Linked DNA regions of Mus musculus: region 1 is linked to region 2. The links are chromatin contacts, called in public Hi-C maps. All regions are on one chromosome and are shown on one strand. The core of a region is the stretch at or near the end of the contact, and the rest is flanking DNA. Distances in the headings are between cores, read along the strand shown.

Region 1 (2,852 bases), core at 279-2,778, 160 kb before region 2:
CAATTGCCCTTAAAAATACTATGAGCAAAACAGAATGCGCCTGACAGTTCATGAAGAATCTCGGGCAACAGTCTGCAACCCTGACTAGAGAATGGAAACTGCAGAGCTGTGGGAGTGTGCCTAGAGCCATATGGTGCTCCCAGCAGGCCTGGGGACTGACCTTCTAAGGTGCACAGATGGACCTGCAGGGATGAGGTGGGGACCAGTCAGCAGGGCAGATTCAGCTCTTTCCCTGGGTGGTGTCACATCTTCTAGTCTTGTTCTTATAATAATCAATGAGATAGGCTAAGACCCTTCTCTATGGCCCTTTATGTTCTGGCTGTAAAGTCTTTAAAATGTCCTTCCCCAAAGTCCGGGTGTTCTGGGATGGCTTCAGCCAGTAGATGGCAGTGTGGTTCTTGATTTTTTTTTTTTTTTTTTTCTTCAATAAGCATCTTACAGACCTCATCCTAGAGCTTATATATGTGGTTGGTTGTACCTCCTAATTCAAACTTCTCTGTGCACACCCTCAAAGTCATATCTACAGGTGAGTCTCCTGGGTGACTTCAGGTCCAGTCAAGTTGACAATGAAGATTAGAGATCATAAGCATTCCGTGTGTGTGTGCACGTGTGCACTTATGTATGCATGTGTGTGTATGTGTGTGTGTGCATTTATAAATTTCTTCCCATGAAATTTTGATACCAAAGATACAGCATACCTATATTTTTCTACACTTGCAAGCTTATGTTCTACAGCAAAACTCTGTCTTATAGAAACAGAAGCAGGGTTTGTGGATTCAGGTCAGTGGGTACAGTGCTTGCCCAGCACTCTTGAAACCACAATTTGAGTCTTCAGCCCCTCATAAAACCGAGCATGCTGGGGAATGCCTGTAGCCCCAGGACTTTGATGTTGGAAAAAGGAAAATGAGAAGTTCAAGGCCAGCTTGGGCTCCATGAGACGTCTCCTCAAGCCCACACTCTCTCTCTCTTTCTCTCAGCCAATGCCTGAGGCCCTAGTAGCCATTGTGGTAGATGCCCCTGGCCTGCTCTGAGGCCCATATCTAGATAAATCCCTGCTGCCCCAGGCTGAGCCTTCAGCAATGCCCTCTGCCAACCAGGGCTTAGCCTAGGCTACTGCCATGGGCTTAGCCTGTGCTGCCTTGTGCTCCCTTGTTACTGCAGCCAACCTGCCTTTGGTTGCTCTCCTCTGCTAGGATCCCCTGCAGCTCAGTTACCTCCCAGGTAAGGGGTTTGCTGTATCCCATCCTTTGTGTCTGTCTCTGCCGATCTGTGTGTCTGCATCTCTCCTCGTGATTCCCATCTGTCTTTCAAGTTTATGTCTCACTTTGCATTTTTCAGTAGAGGAAGTTCCCTGTTTACCCAGCTGTCCCTCACATGTCCTGACTTGGTCATCTCAAAGATTGGCATCATCTTTCTTCCTGTATGCAAAATTGAGAAGTTTTGTCAAGGAAGTTACTGAGAGAAGTGAATGAGAGAGACCTAAAAGAAACTCAAGCTGAGTTGCAAGTCCTCACAGGGTGCTGTCCTCTGTTGCCACCAAGGACAGGAGAGGAGACAAGACCATGTGGCAGTTCCCAGCTCTGCTCTTCCTTTTCCTCCCAGGTAAGTAGCAGGGGCTTTAGACACTTCCATGTCAGTGGTGAGGGCAACAGAGACCGTCTGCTCTGGCTTAGGGAAACCTGGCTGATCCATTCACCAGCTGCTTACCCCCAAAATAAAAGGCAAGGTTTTTTGACATCTGATGGATTCTGTGGGTATTGCAGAAAAACCAAAACCAAAATCAATTTAAAAATAAAACAAATAAAAGCCAAAAACAAACCTTCCAATGTGTTTCTCAACCCTAGCTGCTCCATGAAAGCTGATGAGTGAGTGGATGAACTAATTCTTACAAAATGTATTTTGGGTTTCATGTTTGGCACATGCAGCCTAGGATGCCCCTGAACTTGTGATCCTCCGGACTCCACCCTCTGAGTGCTGGGATTTCTAGCATGCAGCTCCATCTCCCATTCCATTGTGAGCTTTAGTTGACACAGTAATGAATACTTACAGGGGCTGGACGTGGTGGTGATTGCCTTTAATGCCTTTAATCTCCATGGGGTGTTTTGAAATAGTCAGTTGTCAGACATGTTTTTCATCCTTCTCATACAACACTAAAAGTTGTCATTCCCATCAAATGACAGACACCCCTGTGTCCCAACAGCTCTCCTCTATGCTACAAGCACTCTCCTGTCTTCCCTAATACCCTTCCCAGCCTGATAACCTCTCTTGTTTTCTACTCCTTTGAGGTTTACTTTTGTTCTTTTGAGAAGAAAAAGTGCCTCTGTGGTGTATGTATGTCTAAAGGGTTGTGTGTATGTCTCTCCGTGTGTGTGCACACACGTGCACGTGCTCTCAGGTGCACACATACATGTGGAGATTGACATTGGGTCGTTTTCTCTATCACTCTCCACCTTGTTTGTTCAGACATGGTCTCCCGCTGCTCCTGAGCTCACAGATTCAGCCCATCTGGCCTGTGACCTCCAGGATCCCCCTGTCATTGGGGTTACAGGCACCCCCACCTCACCTGGCTTTTCTTCCACCTGTTCTGGGGATCCAAACTCAGATTACACAGAAACGCTTTCCAGACAGGTCTGTCTCCCTGGCTCCCTAGCCACAGAGAGTAACTTTTTAGCTTTCACACATCAATAGGAATGTGTGGCAGCATCTTCCTGTATCTGATTTATTTCAGTTCCTCAAGTCTCTCCCGTGGGCTGCAAATGGCAGAACTCAATCCCTTCACGATGATTCTCCATTACATTCATGCACCACGATCTGCTATCTGTTCACTTGTATCTACGTGACTCTGTGCCATG
Region 2 (2,885 bases), core at 142-2,641:
GAGTACTGGGATTAGAAATTTTTTCCTTTAGGGGTGTGGCTATTGGCAGGTTGCCTCTGCCCCAGTGGATGACCCCATACCCACGTGCATAGAGCCAGTGCTAATCATTCAATGGTTTTTTTAAAAAATATATAAATAATACTAAGTTGGAGGGAGATGTGTTGAACAGACTTGGGGAATCAGACTTGGGGAGGTCAGATATGGTCAGACTACATTGTTCACATACATGAAATTTTCGAAGAGTAAAGAACCAAAAAAGAAGTCTGTGGGGTGTGGTGGTGCACACCTTTAATCCCAGCATTTTGGAGGCCGAGAAAGGCAGTCTCTGTGAGTTCATAGCCACCCTAGTCCACAGAGTGAGATCCAAGGCTAATCAGTGAGACTTATCCCAAAAAGAAAATGAAAAAAAAAAAACCTTACAAAAAAGAAAGAAAGAAAGAAAGGAAGGGAGGAAGAAAGAAAGAAAGAAAGAAAGAAAGAGAGAGAGAGAAAGAAAGAACAAACAAGGCTACACAGAGAAACCCTGCCTTGAAAACCCAAAAAGGGGGGGGGGGACCCAAGAAGAAAAGAAAGAAAGAGGGAAAGATGGAAGGAAGGAAGAGAAGGAAAGAAAGATAGACAGATTAAATTTTTTCACACACATCCACACCAGCACGTGCCTGTCAGGGCCTCTCAACACAACCACTGTCCACTCATACTGGTACCACCTGCCCTGACCTCCTGTTTTCTATTCTAAACCATCCAAAAATCCTCTGGGCACCCGTCCTGGACAGCCACCAGCCCCCACCGTGTGTTGACTTGTCTCTTGTTCTGACAGCTGTGTGCAGAGGGAGATCCCGGTCCCTTCCCCCCAAGCACGGCCCTTTCTTTGGTCATCCACCTTACATGAAGGACTCAGCTGCCACATTTGGTGTTGTGCACAGAGAGATCCCCATTCCAGTGCCTCACACTGCATCTCCCCGAAGCCCCCCGCCCTCCCGGGCAGACACTACCTCACCTGGAAGCCAAAAAAGCAGCAGCAGCAGCAACAGTGTGGGCAGCCACACAGCTGAGGCCAGTTGGGTCATTTCTCCCACACACGGGTCACCGGCAGGCAGGCCACGGCTGGACGCTCCACGGTTCAGTCCCGCTGGGGGACGGCCAGTCTCTGAGACGCCCACTTCTGCTTTTCTTTGTGTCTAGCTGTTTTGCTTCCGACTTTCCTCAGTTCTGTTCCTGGAGCTACGGGAGAAACTAAAAGAATCGGAAGGAGCCGAGGCGAGCTGATGAACCCCCCGTGAGGCTCTGATCTCATGACTGCCAGGCTGCCATGACAGCCTGATGACCCCTGCTTGCGTCTGGCTCAGGGTGCAGGGCCAGGTTTCATTCTGACTGGCACCCAGTCACTCCTCCTTTCCTTGTGGGAAGAATGGCAGCCTTGTGGAGAGGAAGACCTGCTAGCCCTGCCTGGGTGGTGCCCACTATGAAGCCTTCCTGGGAGCTCTAGGCCTGGACCCCCAAAAATTCCTGAAGGGTTTCTGGTGTTGGAAAATGTGTCTTCCATTTGACCAGGGGCTCTCCAGGCTGCGACCTTCTTTCTTGTGTAGCCCCATTGAACTTGAGCAAGGACCCAGACAACTTGCAGATCTCCCTCTTTCTCTGGTCCACGGAGACACCAAACATGTACACAGGGGTCCTGTGAACCCTTCCAGCTCGTACAGAATGGCACGAAAGCCCAGGAAACTCTGACCTTATTGTAAAACAGGTCACCCAATAGCTAGCTATTATACTATATTAATCATATAATAATAGTAGTTATTAAAGCCGCAGGCAGCCCTATGCCAATGATGAGGTCCCGAGAGCGCCCTCCCTTCCAGATCCTCCTCAGCATCTCACGCTTTCCTCCTCTTGCTACAAATGTGCCCTCGAAGATACCTGCTAGTTACACTGCTAGACGGGTGGAAGACAACGCTTCAGGATCCTGAAGAAATTTCTCTGATGGCCAGGTACGGGGACATACCCCTATTATACAACTATTCTGGAGACTGAGTCAGGAGCATTGCTGGAACCCACAAGTCTGGAGAGACTGTTTCAACAACAAGAAAACACACCACTCTTTGATAGTAATAGCATCATATGTCAACTAAAGATCAGTATGGAACTTTGTGTTCTAGATACTTGGCTTGGTCAGTGTTTCTTTGCTGTGAAGAGACACCATGACCACAGCAAGTGTTATCTATAAAAAGCATTTAAGTGGGGCTGACTTACAGTGTCACAGGTCTAGTCCATTGTCATCACCACAGGAAGCATGGTGGCCTGGAGGCAGACATGGTGCCGGAGAACGAGCTATGAGTTCTACATCCAGATCAGCAGGCAGCAGGAAGAGAGACACTGACTGGGACTCAAAGCCCACTCCCCCAGAGAAAATTTCCTTCAAGAAGGCCACACCTCCTGATCCTTTCAAAGAATGCCACGCCCTGGTGACCAAGTATTCATAACGATGATCCTATGGGAGTCATTCTCATTCAAGCCACCACAGTACTTCTAAAATTAAAAACAAACTAACAGGGCTGGAGAGATGGCTCAGAGGTTAGGAGCACTGACTGCTCTTCCAGACGTCCTGAGTTCAAATCCCAGCAACCACATGGTGGCTCACAACCATGTGTAATGGGATCCGATGCCCTCTTCTAGTGTGTCTGAAGACAGTGACTGTGTACTCAAATAAATAAAATCAATAAATCTTTAAAAACAAACAAACAAACATTAAACTGTACATGGTGGTACATGCCTTTAATTCCAGCACTTGGGAGGCAGAGGCAGGAGGATTTCTGTGAAGCCAGCCTGCTCTACTTAGTGGATTTCCAGATAACCAGAGCTACATAATGTGACCCTATATCAAAAAAAAA

What was found. A called contact is a pair of places that touch in the nucleus more often than the background predicts.
Region 1: a contact with region 2 is called in a Hi-C map of bone marrow-derived macrophages, with 36 read pairs. The contact joins the promoter of Cd300ld3 here to the promoter of Cd300a in region 2. A contact is called at or near these places in 1 of 39 promoter capture datasets (macrophages), 2 of 484 Hi-C or Micro-C datasets (bone marrow-derived macrophages and nephron progenitors), 3 of 115 datasets of contacts at active chromatin or transcription factors (the HPC-7 cell line, bone marrow-derived macrophages and microglia) and 3 of 9 other capture datasets (adipose tissue, embryonic stem cells and liver).

What each region holds. Positions count from the first base shown.
Region 1 is chr11:115,047,006-115,049,857 of GRCm38.p6, reverse strand. Cd300ld3 (CD300 molecule like family member D3) reads left to right here and starts at 1,528. Exons shown (of 4, transcript NM_199201.2): 1 at 1,528-1,602. The coding sequence starts at 1,563.
Region 2 is chr11:114,888,547-114,891,431 of GRCm38.p6, reverse strand. Cd300a (CD300A molecule) reads right to left here and starts at 1,391. Exons shown (of 7, transcript NM_170758.4): 1 at 998-1,391. The coding sequence starts at 1,067.